Linked DNA regions of Danio rerio: region 1 is linked to region 2. A link is a contact called in public HiCAR-type data. All regions are on one chromosome and are shown on one strand. The core of a region is the stretch at or near the end of the contact, and the rest is flanking DNA. Distances in the headings are between cores, read along the strand shown. Region 1 overlaps pbrm1 (polybromo 1). Region 2 overlaps pbrm1 (polybromo 1).

The links. HiCAR-type assays count read pairs that join an accessible place to other places.
Region 1: a contact with region 2 is called in a HiCAR-type map of caudal fin, with 6 times the contacts expected there. The contact joins two enhancer-like sites. A contact is called at or near these places in 2 of 18 Hi-C or Micro-C datasets (caudal fin and embryo) and 1 of 4 datasets of contacts at active chromatin or transcription factors (caudal fin).

Annotation. Positions count from the first base shown.
Region 1 is chr11:3,973,441-3,977,891 of GRCz12tu, forward strand. All of the region lies in intron 26 of pbrm1 (polybromo 1), which reads right to left. Among named protein-coding and RNA genes, the nearest start is that of gata2a, 20 kb to the left of the region's middle. Within about 2 kb of position 2,216, at least 7 of the 62 cell types and tissues checked have an H3K27ac peak or open chromatin away from gene starts, as enhancers often do.
Region 2 is chr11:3,764,000-3,768,637 of GRCz12tu, forward strand. The region is part of intron 26 of pbrm1 (polybromo 1); the gene reads right to left. Among named protein-coding and RNA genes, the nearest start is that of itih3a.2, 25 kb to the left of the region's middle. Within about 2 kb of position 1,597, at least 7 of the 62 cell types and tissues checked have an H3K27ac peak or open chromatin away from gene starts, as enhancers often do.

The DNA.
Region 1 (4,451 bases), core at 966-3,465, 210 kb after region 2:
ATTTTTATGTAAATAAAAGCATGTTAAATCTGCCCATGAAGGGATTGCATCTCCTAAGAAGACTCTCGCCTAATCCCAATTCTATTTTTGTAACCCTATCCCTTCCCCTTGGCCCTTAAAACCGAGGGTTAAGGGAAAGGGCTTCAAAATCTACCCCTAAGAATTGGGACAGCACTACAGCACCTGCACACGTCATCATATGTCATCACAATCCCTGTGCAATTATTTTGGCAAGACTGTTTTTCTGATTATTCTGCTAAAAATAATGTGGTAATAACATTGAATGCAAAAGAAATTATACGTTTTTTTGAAAATGGTGATAAACAACAACAACTTTATTAATTTTATTATTTTAAATGGTAAATTCTTCATCCACAAATGTCGACTTTCAAAATCTCCTCCTTTCTACAAGTTATTTGTCAAAGAAATTATTTTGTTAATGAAGTCTTTCAAAGCTGTAAAAAATGTAAAGGCTCTGTCTATTGTAAGCTATTATGAATCTGTTTTTGGCGTCTTGTGAATGTCTTCCTTTTGTTTTTGTCTTTTTTTAAAAATTTAATTATCTTTGGAATTTTGTTTGTTGCCTGTTTTTGCGATATTTGTAAATTACAAATGCAGTAAAAAAAAAAAGTCAGACGATCACGACTGCTATAGTTATTCCAGTTGCTTTATTTTTTGTTATTAATCTTCTAGAAATCACTGAAGGCAAATATCAAGTTATCATAAAAACTGTTGTCTATTGTCATTTAATAGACAAATAACAAACTGGACTTTCCTTAGTTTGACTGGACTTTCCTTAATTTGACCATTTGAAAAAAAAAACATATTAATAGTAGTAGTGATAATAATAATAAATCAAATAATATTAATAATAATGAAGAACTTTATGGTTTTCTAGCGTCTCTTGTAAAAATTGTACATTTGAAAATTCATGGATAAAATCAATCACCAAATTAGTATTCAAATCAATTTCAATATGGTCCACTTTTGGTCCTTCACACCTTTTGACTGCTCATTTTTTGTTTTAAGCATAAGGTCCAAGATTTCGAATAAAAGTTACTTGTAAAATGTTTTCTCTGTTTAAAAGCAACAGTACCTACTCGAGTAGTAGGCGATTTGGGATGCAGGGATAACCACTGACTTCCATGTCCGGAAAAACAAGTACGAGTTTGACTTTACGGTAATGAAGCTATGATGCGGTTTGGTCGTAACCTATCAGAATGTACATTTGGGTTTCGTTGGTGCTCGTTGTGGCTGGCACCGTGGCTCAGTGGTTAGTCGCCTCACAGCAAGAAGGTTACTAGTTCAATTCCCGGCTGGGTCAGTTGGCGTTTCTGGCTGGAGTTTGCATGCTCTTCCCGTGTTGGCGTAGGCTTCCTCCTTGTGTTCCGGTTTCCCCCACAGTCCAAACACATGTGCTATAGGTGAATTGGATGAGCTAAATTGGCCATAGTGTATGAGTGTGTGAATGTGAGTGTGTATAGGCGTTTCCATGTACTAGGTGTGGCTGGAAGGGCAGCCACTGCATAAAACATATGCTGGAATAGTTGGCAGTTCATTCCGCTGTTGTCCTGATAAACGAGGAACTAAATGAATGGTGCTAGTTGCTTGGCATTGGCTTGGTGTGTCCAACACAATCTCACAGCAATTCGTAACTTTTTGATTTAGTGGCTAATTCGTATAAATTCGTACGATCTAATTGGTACTATTAAGTACGATTTGCTCATCACCCAATGACAGTTGGGGTTAGGGGTGGGGTTGGGTGCCACGCCTCCTTTTTAAAATCGTACAGACTGAACTCGTACGAATTCGTAGGAATTAGCCACTAAACTGACAAAACGTTAACGTTTCCTCGAGAGATCAGGCTGGTGTGTCTTGGCCCTTACATCGAAGTGGGTCACAAAATTAAAGTTGGATGAGGATCTATGTAAACGTCAAGCACGGTTTATTTGCCATTCAGACACTCTTAACGTTTGACTAGCCGACTGGTGTTTGAAGCTGCGGTATAGATTGAACATCAGCACTCTCTCCTTAATGCACAGACTGCGTTATTCTCATCTCCGTCTTTCTTCCGCTCCCCCCTCCGTCCTCCAGAAAGAATGCGTCTCTCGGCACCCGGGAGCCGGTCCTGCTTTTGAAGCGTCCGCTGTGGTGTCCGTCTGTCTGTCAGCCGGACTCCTCTCCACCCCCTGCAGCTGTGAGCGGGACACAGACCGGCCCTTTGTGTCCCTCTGCTGCTGCCGTCCCGCGTGATCACACCTGCGCAGCTTTCATCCGCTCTCTGTCTGTCAGTGTGGAATGACCAGCGCTGGCCTTCGCTCACACGCGCTATTGTTGAGCACTTCTCTAAACTGGCAGGCGCTGGGCTGGAGTTTGGCGAAAGTCGTGCATTACACCCATTTTAGACACAATTTTGTCTTAACCATACCTGTGCCTCAAGAAAAAGCCGTACAGTATTCATCTGCTGTTGCTCACTGTAAAAAGTGTTTAGTTTACCTTAAAAACGGGGAGTTTTAGTTGACTTTAAAAGTGATTAGTTGAGTTTTCAGTTCAGTTTTCAGAGTTGAAGTTCAGTGGTTTAATTTTCACTGCTGAATGTCCAAACACTGAAGAGCAAATCCATCCATGCGCAGCTCCACAAGTCCAAAACCAAGAAAGCCAGTGGCGACAATGGTGGGGTACAAACTTCACCAATTGACGAAAGTGAAAGAAAAAACCTTAAGAGAAACCAGGCTCAGTTATGCACGACCATTTTTCCTCTGGCCAAACTTCTTGTGCAGAGCTGCAGTCAAGGCGCCGGAGAATGCTGGATGTCCATAGTGGAGAAGCTGCAGGTGTGAGTAGGTCACTGGCGGGTGTTCAGGCTTGCCCACGGGATTAATGCAGAGACTCGTTCAGGAATCTCTTGTTCAAAAGTCTTGTGCTCTTCACTCTTTCATAACCGCCACAGCATCTGCTCAGGATACGGCCTGGTCCAGGATTATGGAGACCTCTAGAAGTCATCTATGGTTGGCATCATCTCTTGACAGGACTTGAATTAGATCAATGGCGCTGCACAATCTCTAGAGGCCTCCGGATGAGTATCACCAGGTGGAAAAGGGTGGTGGATTCAATGCTGTCGCAACACAAATCGATTAACTTAATTGTTTTTACAAATTTAGGTAGATTGGACATAAAACAATTAAGATTTTCCCCCCAAAAAACTCAATAATTGTGTTGTTTCAGCTCATTTTAAATAAGTAGCTTGAACAAACAGCACACATCATTTTTGAGTGTAGTTACATTTTATTGAATGCAAATAAAAAATAGAAACTGTAAATTCAAAACTTTTTTTTAGTTTTATTTATTTATACAATTGTATTTATTGGTGGATGGATGGATAGATGGATTAATGGCTAGGTGGATGGATAGATTGACGGATATAGATAGATATAGATATAGATATAGATAGATAGATAGATAGATAGATAGATAGATAGATAGATAGATAGATAGATAGATAGATAGATAGATAGACTGATTGATTGATTGATTGATTGATTGATTGATTGATTGATTGATTGATTGATTGATTGATTGATTGATTGATTGATTGATTGATTGACTGACGGATGGATGGATGGATGGATGGATGGATGTTTTTGTGAATAAAAGCTGAGAAAGCTCGGTGGCGCTGTGGGTAGCACAATTGCCTCACAGCAAGAAGGTCACTGGTTCGACTCCTGGCTGGGTCAGTTGGCATTTCTGTGTGGAGTTTGCATGTTCTCCCCGCGTTCTCGAGCTCCAGTTTCCCCCACAGTCCAAAGACATGTGCTATAGGTGAATTGGGTAAGCTAAAATGTCCGAAGTGTATGTGTATGAATGAGTGTGTATGGGTGTTTCCCAGTGATGGGTTGCAGCTGGAATGACATCCACTGTGTAAAACATATGCTGGATAAGTTGGTGGTTCATTCCACTGTGGCAACCCCTGCTTAATAAAGGGACTAAGCCGAAAAGAAAATGAATGAATGAATGAAAGCCATAGTGGGAAAAAGTATATTTGAAGGATGTTGAGGAGAGAGGAAGAGATAGATGTATAGGAAGCCGCAGCTGGACTTGGTCTGTCTTTATTAAAGGGAAAAGACGGGATGAAAGAGAGATGAAAGTGTGTGTGAGATAAAAGTGCTTCTGAAGGCAGGACTGAGCCTCAGGCCGTGGTCCACTGCATGTGTTTAGAGGTCAGATATTCACCTGCTTTCTCTCAGACGGCTGGTGGTCTGCATTTCTGATACAGACCACCACTCAGTGGATGTAAGCGTTCAGATAGAGAATTCACTTATTTGGTTCATCAACTTTGTCATACTTTGTAATATTTACATGTTAATAACTGTAACATGTCTGTTAATGAGCAGTTTCTGTGTTTCTTGATTCACAAGTGTTTTTTTTTTGTTTATTTACAGTTGTGAATTGCA
Region 2 (4,638 bases), core at 347-2,846:
ATATACTTAAATTGTTAAACTTACTTAGTACTAAGTTTGGTGAACTTAACAATTTAAGTAAAAAATGGACTTTGAAAAATGTTTAAATAAATTTCAAACAAAAAACAAGTAGCCATTTTTTCACATTATGGTGAATAATTATACATAAAGCCATTTGTTTTCTAATTTAAAATAAAGACCTTGTACTTGCACATATTACAATTTTAGTCAAGACTACATTTGTGAAAATGACCAATTTCTTTCAAAGCATTAATTATGAATTTGAGCTCACTACACTTGAAATCCTAAGTTTATGCATTTTCATGGTACATAAGTTAAATTAACTCATATTTTTAATTGATAGGACCAAAATGCTAAATTTTAAGTTATTTTCAGTCAACTTTATTGTTTAAGTTAAGACATTAGGGTTTACAGTGTGTCAAAAGGAAAAACAAGAATATTTTGCTTACCCCTATTGGCAAATCATTTGGCTTTTTTTAAGGAAAAAACTACTTCCTTCATTTTGGCATATTATTTCTAAAAACAAGACCATATCTTTGCTTGTCTAGAAAAAAAATTATGGTTTAAGAATCTATAAATATTTGGACTAGAAAAAAGACAAACATTTCTAAGTAATTATAGCATTTTTGGGGCGACGCAGTGGCCCAGGAGGTAGTGCTGTCACCTCACAGCAAGAAGGTCGCTGGTTTGATCCTCGGGTCAGTTGGCGTTTCTGTGTGGAGTTTGCATGTTCTCCCTGCGTTTGCGTTGGTTTCCTTCAAGTGCTCTGGTTCGCCCACAGTCCAAAGACATGCGGTACAGGTGAATTGGGTAAGCTAAAATTGTCCGTAGTGTATGAGTGTGTGTGTGAATGTGTGCGTGGATGTTTCCCAGAGATGGGTTGCGGCTGTAAGGGCATATGCTGCGTAAAAATGTGCTGGATGAGTTGGCGGTTCATTCCGCTGTGGTGACCCTGGATTAATAAAGGGACTAAGCCGACAAAAAAATGAATGAATGAATAATAGCATTTTTGTTGCAGTGAACCTGAAATACACCAGTATGTGGAAGACTGAAAGATCAATAATCCATGTGTGAGTTGTCAATTATAAATGTTAAATCCTGCACCGGGTTATGTTTAACATCTTCAAAAATGTTCCCTTGTGATGCCAAGCATAAATCATTTACATAAACCTCTAAAATGCTCCAATTTATCCATGGGCGTTTTTCTTTTTAAAAAGGTACTGGCACAAGCAATTGAAGCAAATCTGATTGAATGAAGCCCGAAATCACATGATACGATTCACAAGGCTCTGAAACAGACGCGAGAGCTAAATGAAGTCTTTCTTTAACCACTCCAGACATGAAAGAAAAATTAGTGAAAGAGGGAGACAGTAAAATACAAAGAGCACACTAAGGAGCAGGGGGGGGGGAAACAAGGACAGAGATCGAAAGAGTCAAAGTACGCGCAAAGAGGAAGAGATAAAAAACAAAAACTCGGGGCGGCCATGTGGGTGATTCCAGCCTCGGTCAGGTGTGTCCAAACAGCGGCGCGCTGAGACAGACAGGCGGGCACAGGCGGGCAGACTGGCGTCAGCGGCCACACGCATGCCCCGTCGCACCACACGCCAAGGGCCCGCATACCAGCGCTCCCACACGCGTGCACACAATGAGAGCTCAGTCCTGCATCACGCACCAGCGGCAGCAGCAATGCCAAATATTCTAACTGCGAAAAGGTAGAGCGCAGGAGGGGTGTGTGTGTGTAGGGATCGAGAACCAGACCTGAACTAGGCCAAAGATTGTAGAATAAGGTCAGTAGATTAGACAAGACACGTCACATGTACAGTTTAGAATGGGGAAAAGTGTAACGGTCAATATAGTGAATGAAGCCCTGCCTACTAGGACAGGAGCCAATCATCGATAGCTATAGAGATCGAGAATGTACATCATGGAGAGATGCGGTCGACCTTGTTTGTGGATGAACACATGAGGGTACAATGTAAACTAACAGACATCACAACAGAAAAACAACAGTTTAATAGTAAAATTGATTGAAAAACATCTCACGAAGACTCAGGATGGAATATATGTGTGTGCAATGTGTGTATATCTTTAAAACACTACCTGTGTGTTAAAGGAGCTGATAATATGCATTTCATAACATTTGGTCTCCAGCAGTGAAGTTTAACTGGAGAAGCCGAGCACAGATATAGAGGAGGCTGATCCGGAGTGGATCAAATAAATGACTGAGTTTTTCTGTAAGTGACCAAGGTTATCATAGACCTTTTTCTTAGAATGTGTGTCTGCACAAGGTGGATGCTAAGAGCTTTCGGTCAGCAGCTGATGTGTATGAAGAATCACATTTGAACAGCTTTGACAACCTAAATGACTTTTTTTTATTTGTTTTTTTAGGGCAACAATATATTTAGCAGAAAAGGAGCCTCCACATTAAAAGCTTCTGGTCAGGCCATGGTTCAGTAAACATCTGAAAAACGAATCGCTTATAAAACAACATCCAAGCATGCTATAGACCTGAACAGTGCAGTGGCTTTACTTTAAATACAAAGAAAAGAAAGATCTCCAAATATGCCTTTTAAAATTGTAAAGAAATCTGTGGGCTCTCTTTTAATGATCTAGGTCAGGGGTGCTCAATCCTGTTCCTGGAGAGCTACCTTCCTGCAGATTTCAGTTGCAACCCTTATTAAACACACCTGTTTGTAATTATCAAGTGCTGCTCAGGTCCTAATTAATTGTTTCAGGTGTGTTTGATCAAGGTTGGAGCTGAACTCTGTAGGAAGGTAGATCTCCAGGAACAGGATTGAGCACCCCTGATCTAGGTGCATGGCACAAAAGCACTAAGTGTGTGTTCGAATGCTCTTTTGCTATTTTAAGGATGGAAAAATGCGGTTTTCGCCATGGCGCATGGTCTAATATGGTTGTGCTTATGAGTTATGGGTGTTTTGAGCATATCGTGCATTAAACCAGTCAGAGTCTCATCTCCCATTCCCTTTAAGAGTCAGTTTCATCGAACCATGGCGCATTTGCTATTTTCATGTGGGACTTTGTAAGTGGAAAAACTGAACGCTTCACTAGCGAGAAAACAGTTAAACAACACCTGCAGCGCAAGGATAAAGAACGAGCCTCCTCCATTCAGCCTCTTTACTTTCTCTTTACTTTTACTCTTTACTCCTTTACTTTCGTGTAAGTAAGGAAACTGTGCTGTACTCGCTCCACTGAAGACATCCATTAGCCTTCATACTTAATTTCATTTGTTAAGCGCAAAGGTTTGTTTCAAAACTATTTCTAAATTCAGTTCCAGCGAAGGACTAAATGAACGATAATAACCAAGTGTGGTCGAAAGTTATATCCAAACACATGTCCTGTTATTATGCCTCATATGATGATGCAGACATCTCTCAAACCCGACAGGTGGACACATCTAAACTTGTTTTTATTCAAACAAATATAAATATGCATATAGAAATAATACTGATAATAATAATAACATTATACAAATCCAAATGGTCACGAATAAACTGAAAAAAGCTTTAGACATATAAGAAGATATTTGTGTATTGCTTTACATCCTGTGTGTATTAAGCAATGCATTAATGTTTTGGACCTGCAAAAGCACATCATTAATGCTCTCTGCGCTGGACTTTGGACCAATTTTCAGTCAGTCAATGGGGCGGTCCATTTCATTTACTCAAAAAAAGCAAAGCACCAACAATGCGCCTTAACACACCTCCTTTATAGAATAATATGAGCCCATGAGCCCACAAAGTGGTGAAAAGAGATTTGCTATATAAACAAAACGGCGCAAAACGTGAAAATTAGGGTTGTGCTGGTCTGAAAATAGCAACAAATCACACTATACATGTCTTGTGTCTTATTGCGCCTGGTGTATGATAGGGCCCCGTGTTTTTGAAACTAATGAAGAGCAGAAGTCTTTACTGTTTTCACATATTTTAAATGTTTCTTAAAATAAAATATATTGTGTTCAATGGGGAAAAAGTAAAAATTGCCTAACCAGGATGCTGAGATGACACAACATTACAGATCTTTGATTGAGCTGGGACCAGTTGGGGTCAAGGCCATTAGATGCAGTTCAGGAGAAACCGGGTCAGAGGTCATGCTCGGTGACACGCCGTGTTTAGATTTTTCATTACATTCAGTACTTTAGACGGTTGGATGATAATGAAACAGATCCTGTTACATTTGACATGCGCTGACAAGCATGACGCAAAGTACTGACGGACTCGAGAAACGTGTGTGCTGACAGGTCTTTACTCAGATTAGATTGAGACCCAGACTGGAGGGAAATCAAATATGAAGTCGCATACTAATGCACTGTAAGACACTAGTGATATTAAAACATTCACTAACTAGACATTCAAATATGAACATTTTGAAGCTGTAAACCACTGACTTTCAAAGTAGTTTTTGTACAAATTTACGTGGATTGAACATAAAACAATTAAGTTGTTCAAAAAACAACAACTCCTAAATTGTGTTGCTTCAGCTAAATTAAAATAAGTTGAACAAACAGCAAAGCTCATTTTAGATTGTATCTTACTAACTTTTAATAAGCAGTAAATTAGAAGTTTAACGAGTTAAAAGTCTCAGATAATGGTTTAATGGAGAATTGCACCTTAAATTAAA